Regions from separate parts of the Mus musculus genome. Here region 2 is linked to region 1. A link is a contact called in public promoter capture Hi-C data. All regions are on one chromosome and are shown on one strand. The core of a region is the stretch at or near the end of the contact, and the rest is flanking DNA. Distances in the headings are between cores, read along the strand shown.

What was found. Capture Hi-C pulls out chosen DNA fragments and counts their contacts.
Region 2: a contact with region 1 is called in a promoter capture Hi-C map of adipose tissue. The contact joins two enhancer-like sites. A contact is called at or near these places in 1 of 39 promoter capture datasets (the C10 cell line), 1 of 484 Hi-C or Micro-C datasets (bone marrow-derived macrophages), 8 of 115 datasets of contacts at active chromatin or transcription factors (the HPC-7 cell line, bone marrow-derived macrophages, double positive thymocytes and 5 more) and 3 of 9 other capture datasets (adipose tissue, bone marrow-derived macrophages and liver).

What each region holds. Positions count from the first base shown.
Region 1 is chr12:85,347,600-85,353,610 of GRCm38.p6, forward strand. It overlaps Tmed10 (transmembrane p24 trafficking protein 10), which reads right to left. Exons shown (of 5, transcript NM_026775.4): 3 at 3,204-3,277. Among named protein-coding and RNA genes, the nearest start is that of Nek9, 11 kb to the left of the region's middle. Within about 2 kb of position 3,127, at least 96 of the 459 cell types and tissues checked have an H3K27ac peak or open chromatin away from gene starts, as enhancers often do. A contact at or near this core is called in adipose tissue and bone marrow-derived macrophages, where this site is marked.
Region 2 is chr12:85,530,006-85,536,016 of GRCm38.p6, forward strand. The region is part of intron 1 of Gm32296 (a long non-coding RNA gene); the gene reads left to right. Among named protein-coding and RNA genes, the nearest start is that of Gm32296, 3.5 kb to the left of the region's middle. Within about 2 kb of position 3,291, at least 85 of the 459 cell types and tissues checked have an H3K27ac peak or open chromatin away from gene starts, as enhancers often do. A contact at or near this core is called in adipose tissue and bone marrow-derived macrophages, where this site is marked.

The sequences.
Region 1 (6,011 bases), core at 1,877-4,376:
AGCTGTGGCCTCAACTATGTTTGGGGGCACCTTCTGATAGAACGGCAGGCTTAATAGAATCTAGTCAAAACAGGACTTCCTCCTATTGAAAATTCGGACATCTACAAAAAGAAAGGTCACACGCAGTCAGGAGTTAGGGGACAAGCTGCCTTTGTCCCCCCAGTTACACAATCAGGGAGTCTATCTCTGCAAACAGCTACTCCAGTTCACGAAAGAACAAGTTGCTTTAAAAACAAAATTAGGGGGAAAAAAAAGGGTAGATTTGCATCCTGAAGATATAGAGATGCTGCCATCTAAGGAGCAGAGGCAAGGCAGTAGCAGAAGTCCTTGAGACACAAGGGACCAAGCATAGATGGTCCCTTGTGTCTCTTTCAGTGTACAGTGTTCTTTCTCTTTATATTACAGCCAGTATTTGTCTCCCAAGTATAAAATACTTTATATTAAGACTATATAACAATTTTACTAAGTCCCTCCTAACATTTCACACAGGCTACTGTGCTGCTCTGTCCCACTATGACGACACTGAGTAAGCTGGCCGTGGTGATACAGGCTGGCAGGCCTAATACCTCAGAGGCTGCGATGGAAACGATTGAAGGTTTGAACTCACCTAGGGGCCTACACAGTTGAGTTCCAGGCCAGCCTGGGCTACATGGCGAGGTTCTGTCTCAAACAATAAGACATTACTGCATGCTACAGGACAGCAGAGGACTTCGGAACTGAGTCCACATTCTTGAGATGTTGGATGTGAAGGAAGTTAAAGGGACTGATTTTGGCCTGTCATGGCTACTCTAGGCCTTTGCCTCAATCTGTGCTGGTGTTGGGAGCTGAGAGGAGGGAAGTCATTAAAGAAAGTGGTGGGGAAGAGTTCGTGGTTAGGAAGCAGAACCTTAGAGCTGTGTTGTAATCATGTGCGTAAAAAGCTTAGGACATGCCAGACATCCGAAGCAGGAAGCAGGCAAAGGAAGCGATGTAGTTCCTTTCCTCTAGGGATTCCCCTCTTAGATTAAGCAGAAGGTCAAAAAAGATGAAATTCTTGTCCAGTGTTAGTAACACCTAAGGATACCGGAAATGCCAGGAATTGTGATTCCTGTGGTATGTGGTATGACAGCGGCATTCATACCATTCTTTATACAAAGCCATAGTAACGCCATTGTTTTGGGGAGAGTATGCTATATCTCGGGTTTAGCAGGGCTTCAGTACCCTGTTATTTAATACACAGATGCTTAATGACAGAACAAAGTTACAAGTCATATAGTAGGAAGCAATGTCTCTGTTTCATAGACTGAGCCAAGGGTAGAAAAAGCAGCAGTAACAACACAGTGCAAGCACTGTACCTATTCTTGTAATCCAAAAGAGCTATATCTTCAACACTCCAAGGCTCAGGGAACACAGTGGGAGAGTCAGAAGAAATGTAAGCTCTAGTGGACACGGGGTGCTGTGAAATGCTGTGTTTTAGACATGACATGGCCCTAGTGAACATGAACTCACAGCAGCTATACAAGACCTGAACAAGATCAAGCTAGTCAAAATTCCAGCACAGATAAGGGAAGGTCTCAGGAGTGCACAGCCTAGCTGAGGACCTACTGCCTGTAGATGGCTGTGTTCTTTGGGAGTGTGGTCACTGGTAGGTGCCCATGCCCCATAGCCATGTGCATAGGACATTACTAACCAGACCAGTAGTCACAACACCTGAGGGCGTGTGTCGAAGGATCCTTTCATGGGGTCACCTAAGACCATCAGAATACACAGATATTTTCATCACAATTCTAATAGTAGCAAATTAGTTATGAAGTAGCAACAAAAATAATTTTTTGGTTGAGGTCACCACAACATGAGGAACTTTATGAAAGAGTTGCAGCATTGGGAAGGTTGAGAACCACTGAATTAGACTCAGTGAGCTATAAAAAAGAAGACATGAAGTTAAGAGACATGTCTGAGAGGGTCTGGATGTAGTCAAAATGCATTGTGTGTGTGTGTGTATATATATATATATATATATATATAAAATTCCTCAAAAAATTTTTTCCAGGCATTTTATATCTCATAATAACAGTTTAACAGTTATCTTATAACAGTCAATAAGATTCTTCAGAATCTTGAAAAGTTAAGATTTCACTTTCTGTGTGGTGGTGGCACACACCTTTAATCCAGAACTTGGGAGGCAGAGGCTGGTGGAGCCCTGTGAGTTCAAGGCCAGCCTGGCCTGCAGAGTGAGTTCCAGGACAGCCAGGGCTACACAGAGAAACGCTGTCTTGAGGAACTGGAAAACTTGTGTTTTCACTTTTAAACTCATCAGTTAAAGAGGCTCTCTAAACAAGCCTGGAGATACAAGCACTTTAGCCTCCACTGGGAACTGTCTGATATCCGTTACTGTATCACTGCTTGCTCTAGCGACTACTTCCAAGGAACTTTGGTTTCACTCAATTGAACACAAGAACAAGAAAAAAAGAGGAAAAACTTTGTGGACTTATAGTTACTTCCTGATGCACATATGGCCAATCACTTCCTGTCTGCTTCCAATTTAGGACATTTTCCTCCCAAAATCTTGACGAGCCATGTCTGTTCATCATTTTTCAAATTCTACCTAATCACTTTAAGCAACGTTTTTTCATATAGTTAGGATACACCAAACTATATTATATATCATTCTGTAATACTTCCTACCAGAATAAAATGTCTGACTCTCTTACAGCTCTTTGTACCACCCAGCCTTCCTCCTTTACTTTAACTGGAAGTTATTTTTTAGCGATTGTTTCTCAAAAAACAGCACAGCTGTTCAAGACTAACCAGCGTTTGAGTCTAAACCCTAAGATATACACCTACTTGTTTTAGAGAAGAGAAGGGGATGATATTAGGAATTAAAAAACAAAAAACTTTCTTTTGACAGAATTCTATTTAAAAGTGTGTGTGTGCATGTTTGTGTGTGTTCTGCCCCAGAATGCTAATGGCATGACTGAACTCTACCATAGCAACACGCAACTGTACAGACAGCTGGTTTAGTTCATTGGTTATAATCACAGCCAGAATTATTTGTTCAAGTCTGTTAATACAACCTTTTGTATTACCAGGACCATAGCTGGTTGTCACATGGCTGCTGAGAAAACCACAACCTTGTGGGCCAAGTGTGGCCACTGGCCTGATTAGGTCACAGAAGCCTCCAGCCCCGAGCGTTCCTCCCTCCTGTCTGTTGGAGCAGTACATACCTCTTCATAATTTTTCGCCTCTACTCCATGCTTCATGTCTAGAATCACGAGTTGGTCAGGTATCCGCCCTGTTCCTGAGAAAGAAATCAAAAGATTCATTGTGCAGAATACTTAAAATTCCGGGAAATCACCCACCCACCCTCCCTCTCCCTAACCCCTATCTGCTCAATAGAAGGAAACAGTCATAACTCCGCCCCCCCATTCTGCAGCAGCAAAGTCCTGGCTAAAATCACCAACACTGCAGACAAAGCCTCCATCTGTGCTTGGTGCTGGAAAGCAAGCAGGGCATGCTGCTGGCAAACATCTTGAGCAGGGCACAGAGACTGACTGGTACAGAGGGCAGACTGGGAGAAAGAAAACTCACAGACTCGCTGCACTAAGAGAAACTCAAATCACAGCAGTCAGAAGCAAAGTGGCACGCACATCTACATGGAGTGGGTGCCATTTCTACATCTCAAGAGCAATGCTCTACCAGATCCTGAGGTAGTCCTGGTCTCTTATGATTACTGCACATGCTAAGTTTAGATTACTTAGAGTAAACCTCAGCATTGAAAATATAAGTTTTATCTATTATTAGACTTTGATTCAAATGTTTTCCAAGGCAAGGCCTATTTTAGTAGGTGAATTAAAAATTTTAGGGATATTCCTTCCCATTAAGCATTTGAGAGAAAAGCTCAAAAAAACAAACAAATAAAGACAAAAACAAAAGCCAAACTTATAGTCTGAGTATAACTCTCAGGGACGATTCTTAGAAGGAAAATGTCTATTTGGAATAAATGGCCCAAGCAATGTAGCAATAATAGCAGAAAACTTATCTGATTTGCCAATCAGAATTAAGACTCTAAGCAGGAAAAAGGCAGACTCAAAAATCCCCAGAAAACAGTTCAATTTCCTGGGTTTTACTATTTATAGAATTAAAAACTGCCTGCATGAAATTAGTAGTCTTAGTCAAATCTAGTGCTGTTTAAGCACCGGGCTTTCTTGATGTTATTAGCCAAAGAAAGTGTGACTGTACTCCTTGCTGCCTGAGAGACAGCTGAGATTTTCTGAAACTAGCAGAAGTCAATTCAAAGAGAACTGATGGAGCTAGAACTGCACCAGTGAGACCACAGGTATAATGTCTGCCTTCAAACGATCTAATGATAACGTAGGACAGACAGACAGACAGACAGACAGACAGACAGACAGACACACACACACACACACACACACGCACGCACACACACACACACACCTTAACTCCAGCTGTAGTTAAACTGTGAAACATTGTGTTTGACTATGTGTATGCCACGTGTGGGAGTCAGAGAGTATGTCAGATCCTCTGGGACTGGAGTTTCAAGTGGTGCTAGGATCGGAACTCTGTTCCTCTGGGAGAGTAGGAAACACTTTTAACCAATAAGCCATTTCTCTAGCCTCCTCCATGTCTTTTAACATAGGTCTCATGTAGCCCAGGCTAGTCTACAACTCACTATGTAGCTACTAAATCTGACTGTGATCTCCTGCCTCTCCTGCCTTCATGTCCCAAGTGCTGGGATTATAGGCATAAGCCAAACATGCATGGCTGAGTATGTTTAAATGACAATAAAGAACAACTTTTGGAGAGACTACAAAGACCCACTCGAAAGCAAGAGGAAAACCACTATAGATGAGATGCTGTGTAAACATGAAGACCTGGGTTCAGATCTCCAGAACCTGACATGTAAAGTCCAGACATGGTAGTGCATGTTTGTAACTCTATTGCTCCTATGGCCTGGGACTCAAGGCCAAGTCAAGAGAGCCTTGGAGCTCACAGGCCCCTAACCTATGTACTCAGCAACAATGGTGGAAGCAAGGACCAAGACCTGCAGAGGGTTGTTCTCTGATCACATATGTGCTGCAGCATGCAGGTCCCTGCACTCACACATGCGAATGCTCAGGGCACACACAAATATACACACAGATGCAACCATATAGCCATGCAAAAAATTTAAATACCCAAACAAATGAACAAAACCAAAAAAAAAAAAAAAAAAAAATCCCAAACTAAATAACCCTACAAACTCAAGACTAAAGCATCCATAGGTGTTTTCTGAGTATTAAACCAACAAGTCTACAATCAAGGCAACCAGAATAGTCGCTTTGCCCAAATCCATGTGTACTCCTAAGAGTGCATTACCCATCAATGTGATAAAAATCTTTGCTTTTCTTATTTAGAAGGTAAGAGACAGATGGGAAAGATGAGTCAGTAGTTAAGAGTACTTGCTGCTCTTGCACTGGACTTGGGTTTGGTTCTGAGCACCCACATCCTATTAAACAACCATCCTTAACTCTAGACTCCAGGAGATCCTATGACCTTTTATGGTTTTCTCAGGCAACGGGTATGCATATGGTACACATACATACAAAAAATAAATTCTATAAATAAATAAGTAAATAGATACATAAACACCGAGAGGGTGATTCCTAGTTAGTGTTTTCTCAACTTGACACAAGACACAGTCAATCAGGGAAGAGAAACCTCAATTGAGGAAAATGCCCTCATTGGCTTGCCTCTAGGTAGGTTTTCGGCATTTTCTCCATTAATTAACGATGTGGGAGGGCACACATGGGTAGTGCCACCCCCGGGCAAGTGTTCCTGAGTAGTATAAAAAGCAGGCTGAACAAGCCATGGAGATCCAGTCAGGGAGCATTGGTCCTGCATGGCTTCTGCTTCAGTCCCTGCCCCAACGGCCCTTTATGACGCACTGCCGCTGTAAATGAAACCAACCCTTTCCTCCTGGGGTGGTTTTGGTTAGCATTTTATCACAGCAGCAGAAAGCCAACAGAGTT
Region 2 (6,011 bases), core at 2,041-4,540, 180 kb after region 1:
GTTCATGTTCTCACATCTGTGTCCTTCTCACCGTACTATGTGGATTATGGGGACGAGCAGAGGGACTCAGATCTCCAGGAAAAACATGTTGAAGTTGATTCAACAGTTTTAGTAGCATCCTGATGATTTCTCTGGTCATCCACAGAGTACCTAAAACACCGAGGCTATACTACCTGCCCTCCTCAGGACATGGACACTCTTACATTTTCCTGTTTGATATAAAGAAGGGATCGAAACTTTTCTTTCTTTGCTTTCTTCCTAGTTACTGTTTTTATAGTCTCCAGCACAGTTCATAGAACACAACAGAATTCTATTACTACTTACCGAAGGAGTGGATGCAGGCTCTTGGGAGCGACTTCCTGTAAAAGTTCTCTGCTGCCTTTGGAGTAGCACACGGGTGTGAGAGACCGCTCATGCATCAGCTGGTGCTCCGGCCCTGGGCAAGTTTCTTAACTTCTCTGGGCCTTAGTTTCTCCAAGTAATAGTTACTCTGGATGGTTGACTTGTGAAGTTGATAGAATTTAGATTCACTTTAAAGAGGACAGCACCACTCCCTGGACTCAGGTCATGGACTGAATTCTAGGGAGAAAATGGATTAGCGTTAGAATTTGTCGCTGTCTTTTCTGGGTGAAGATGTAAGGTGACTAGCCACCTCTTGCTCTCACTAACATTCCTTCCTTACCTCAGTGAACTGCATTGTCTGGAGTCATGAGCCCAAATAAGCCTTTGGCACCCTTAAGGTTGCTTTCTTTTGAGTCTTTTGTTGAAGCCGTGAGTCAAGTAACTAAGAAGCCCCACCCGCAGCATCAGATGCTCTTGGCTTCTTTTAAATTAAACTGGATAGTTCCTAAAGCACGCCTGCAATCTGTAATCCTGGGATTCCATTACTCACTGAAGGTTATAGAAAGTACCATGAAGGTTTCTAGATTGAGGTTCACGTGACAAAACTATCAGAGGCCACCATGCACTTAGACTTAGACCATGAGCTGACTTCTTCCTATGAGGCAGGCCCAGGTGGTTGCTGGTAGACACTGGAGTGCAGTCCTGGGGCACCTCTGAGGGTCAGCGGTGTATGTGAAAGTGATGCTTGTCAAGAGTGCAAAATAGTATCAGGCATGGCAACATCTGCCATCGCTAATTTAGATGCTCAAGACAAGGTCTCCCCTGGGACTTTTGGAAGGAGTATTGCTTTCCACTGACTTTGTATGGTAATGGAGAAACTGCTTGGAGAGCTCCAGGGTAATTAGTGGTAGGCTCCAGGTTAGACAGGCTTATAGTAACTCTTATCATCTACCTGTCTTTTTCTTTTTTTTTTCTTTTCCGTTTTAAAAGTTTACAAGTGCTCTATCTGTATGTACACCTGCATGCCAGAAGAGGGCATCAGATCTCATTATGGAGGGTTGTGAGCCACCATGTGTTTGCTGGGAATTGAACTCAGGACCTCAGGAAGAGCAGCCAGTGCTCTTAATCTATGAGCTATCTCTCCAGCCCCTGTCTGTTCCTTTACCAGGCTAATACAGAACACTAATTGATTGGTTGATTGATTAGTGAGAAGTGAAAACTAGACGCAGGTCGTTCTAGTTCCTTAAGACTCAAATAGTTCTTGAGGAAAATGAAACTACAGAGATGTGTAAACAGTCTCTGAATAAAATAAACCCACTTACCCAAGAATTTTACAAGCCAAACACCTCCAACATGCTAGGAAGCCCAACCAAACAGCATGGGTCTGAGAACACAGGTGACCTATTGTTTTCCAAAGATTTATTTCTATTTATTTTATGTGTATGAGCATTTTAATTCATACATGCAGTGCTCATGGAGGCCAGAAGAGGGCATCAGATTCCCTCCCTGAAACTGGAGTTAGAGACAATTGTCCCCCTCCATGGGTGCGTTGGGAACTGAAGCCCAGGCCTCTGCAAGAGCAGCAAGTGCTCTTAACTGCTGAGCCATCTTTCCAGACTACAGATGATCTCCAACACCCTCCCCCAGCTCATCCCCCAACTCCTGTTCTCTTATGTCAGTGTGAGAGTCCATGAGCCTTCAAGATCAACCCTTGTTTCTAGTGGTCAACCCAAGTGATATGGGAATGGTAAGCTTGGTGTCTGCTTTCTGGAATTCGAGAAGGAAATATGAAACTGATGCTTATTACACGTCTTTGAACTCTGGGAAAGCCAGTCAGCTGTGGTGAGACCTTCATAGCTCTCACAGTCCCCCTCTAGGGTACACCCCAATTCATCTGACATCCACTTATGGATCTGGTGATCCATATCATAATGCTTCCAGAACTTCCCAATAGTGCCATGAGCTGGGGACCAGACCTTCAACACATTGGCCTCTGGGAGATGCTCCAGGTCCAGCAGGACCCAGCTGTGCTGGGTGTAGGGATATTCCCCTTCCCTGTCTGCTGGGTGTGTGCCAACGTCTCCACACCATGGTTTGGGGGTTGTATGATGGATGCTCTCAACCCTTCATGGCTAGCCAGAAATGTTTTACCCGGAGAATCAGAACGACAACCCTTGCTCCTCTTCCCTGCAGTTGGCCTTCCCTCACTTAACAATCCAGGCTTCCATCCTTTCCCTCAGAACTGGTCTTTCTCTGCTGTCCAGGCAGTTCTTGAAAAGACTGCGCTAACTCAGAGCGATTACGTTGGGACTTGAAATAGATGTTTTTCCTGTCCCACATATGACATGGTGACTTCCTCAATAGAAACATCACTTCAAGAAGAACAGGACGTTCTTGTAGCAGAGCCAAGAAGGTCACATGACCAGACAGTTGGGGGCCTTTTGGGATCTTGTTTCCTCTTAAGTTGTTGGCAAGGGCTTGTCTGCGAAAGCCTGTTAGTGACAGATGCTGGCGAGCCCTCGTGAACTATTCCTTCCCAGAGTCAGTGCAGAGCACTCTCTGCAGGGTACAGAAGGCTAATGAATGAACGCTGGAAGGGGTGTTGGAGAAAATTCATGGGACATCTCTGGTGATCTCAGGGTGATGAACCTGGCAGGCAGGAGCTTCCTCATGTGACGACCAGGGAATCCCCATGACTGTTTTATCTCTGATTTCATGACACCCTTAAAGGAGGTCGTAAGGTTTGGACAAGCAGCCCAGTGTGCTGACTGGGGAATTCCTTGGCCTAGTCGGGAGCCAGCTGGAATGGAGAATGGGAAGCAGAGGGAAGAACTCGAGGTCAGCCAGAAGATAAAGGCGTGGATGAAGGATGAGTCTCAGCTCTGACACTAGCTCCAGATCCCCCAACCTCCTAGACACATGGTCAGAACTTATTGGGAAGTGACCAAGCATTACAGCGGAGAATCTGTGTAGCAGCAGGGCTTGGGGAACTGAGGAAGATCTTCAAGGGGCCCCACAGCAAGGGGAAATTAGCTGAGTCAGAAGCCAGTCAGAAGAACCTAAGCAGGAGAACTTGGTCTGTTGAGTTCAAGGAAGCTTCACACTGAAAAAAGAGTTGGGTGTTTTAAAACTGTGGCTTCCCAGTACCGTGAAAACCTTTGGTGGGCACCAGGTGATTCACATTTATTTAGTGAAATCTTCCAACAGCCTAAAGGCCAATGGGAGAATCCCCAGGCAGACTAGGAAACCCCTTCAGGGTACCAGCAGTTTTCTAGGGCCACCTGTTCTGGGTGCTCACAGAGAACAAACAAACACACAGTCAACCCTTACACCCAATGTATGTTTGAATCCTGCTCCCCATGGGGAAATATTAAGTAAAGAGTGGTGACCCAGGAGCTCCGGGGCTTGGGGTTGCCAGGGTAGCTTTTGGAGGAGGCAGGAGAGAGCTGGATCTTGAGCAATAGATAGGATTTAGCCAGATGTTGAAAGAGGGAGAAGCAGAGCTGGGGGCAGAGCGAGGTGAGCAAGGCTTTCAGTGGGTGGAGCATGTGTGCAGAGAGGATCCTGGGAAGACAGCTGGTTCTAAGGTGGGAAAAGGCAGGGCTGCTTTGAATGGGAGAACTGGAGATGATAAAGACTTGAATTGTTATCGTATGCATTTTAGAGAGTCTTGCTGGTCTCAAGGAGTTGGACACATCCAACTTAGACTAACTTAAGATTAAAAAAAATAAAAATGAAAACCTATCCTTTTACCTTCCCATAGAGGCCAAGGGCATGAGTTAGAAACACAGAGGTCTAGGTGCTCGGAAGAGCTCTTGGGGTTCAGTCCTCCTCTCTGCACTGGTTGGTCTGTGCTAGTCGGTTTCCCAGCAGGCTTTCTGCAATGTTGTGGTTCCTTCGGACTCCAGGCTATCCTTCATTGCAGTGTAGCGATATCTGCCATCGTTCCAGCATGATTCTGAAAACTGAGAGTTGATGATTGACTCAGCCGGGCCTGTACCCAGGGCCAAGAGGATGTAGGGTTTCTGCTGACCAGGTTTGGGTTGTGGCCCAAGAGGACAAACAGAGCTGACCACATAAGAGGCTGTCATTGGAATGGTGTGACTATGGCTGCATGTTCCCCTCAACTGTACACATGCTGAATCCTAAAAATGTTACGTTAGAGTACTAAGAAGGTAGAAACAGATGGAGACACATTCACATGTGTACTGCCTATCTCTTAGGATGCGATGCTCCAGGCTGCCTCAGGGATAAACCTCCTTTCTTTATAAAGGCACCTGCTCAGATAGTGTGTTGTCACAATGAAAGAATAATACAGTCACTGTGGCAGATATTGTTGGTGGCTGCTGTAGTTAGAATGTCCTCTTCAAAACTCATGTTGAAATAAATACACTTTAAAAAAAAATCTGGTGTTGAAACTAGGGCCTTGTGTGTGCTAGGCAATCTCTAATGCTAAGCTGTTTCCCTAGACTTCTTTTACTAGTATCTATCTATCTATCTATCTATCTATCCATCCATCTAATGAATCAACCTGGGAACCGCTTTCTGATGAAAAGAGTGTATCTATACAATGTTCTCTGTCGTCCACAGGCTTACTTGCTCCTCTGCCATGCTATGTCACAGCACAGAGACTCCTGCTGAATGCCATTGTCATGCCACTAGACATCCCAGACTCTAACAGCATGGTCAAAATAGATCTATATTGTTGGTAGATTATCCAGATTCGGGCATCCTGTTAAGGCCTCAGAAAATGAGCTAAGCCAACGCTCCAATCTTATGCCCTTGGCTCTTACCATTTAAGTAGATATTGGTTGAATTCTCAACTGTGGACACATGCATCTCTCTCTGTGGGCTCTCTGATCTCAGACCCACTGTGAACATACCCAGCCAGAGTGCTGGGGAGATTATTCTTCTGGATGCAGTTCCCATAGCTCTGCTGTCTAAACCCCCCAGTTCTCTCTTCTCTGGGGGACGGGCTCTAGGGTCCCATTCTACAGTGTTTCTCAGAGTTCCAGGTTCTTGGAGAAGCTCTTGAAGGACACACTCTCTGTGGACTTTCTGCCCCCTTGGTTTTTCTAATTCCCTTGTGGTATTTTATGAAATTATCTCCTAAATTATCTATTTGCACTCGACCCTGTGTCTGTTTTTGGAGAATCAAATTAAGATATTCTCCAAGTGGAAATCCAGGTGTTGTTGCCAGAAGGAAGGTGAGAACTGGATCAATGGAAGATATGGTGATAATAGTTTCCTTTGGCTTAATTTTTTTGATGTTTTTAGTTTTCTTGTCTGGTAGGTATCTCCTTTCTCATTGGGACAGGTCCTGTGTCCTCCAGGGGGAAAAGCACAAGTTTCTGACTGTGGTAGCTCAGAAAGCACAACAGAGATGACCTGATATTTGTGCCTATTAGGGTTCGTGAATAATGAACAACTAGCCTATGAGCTTGTGTTCTTTTGTTATAACAAGCCAGGTGTTTAAAGTAGCGATCTTGGAGGCTGAAAGTCTGAGACCTGATCGTGAGGTTCTGGTGGACATTGTCACCAAGTAAAAGGATTTCAAAAAGGGAAACATGGGAAATGGTTTCCTTAAGCGTGCGTGAGATCTTGAAAGCGCGATCATCTCGAGGACAGGAACAATTTTTGTGAAGATTTGCCTTTGCATCCAAGAAGTA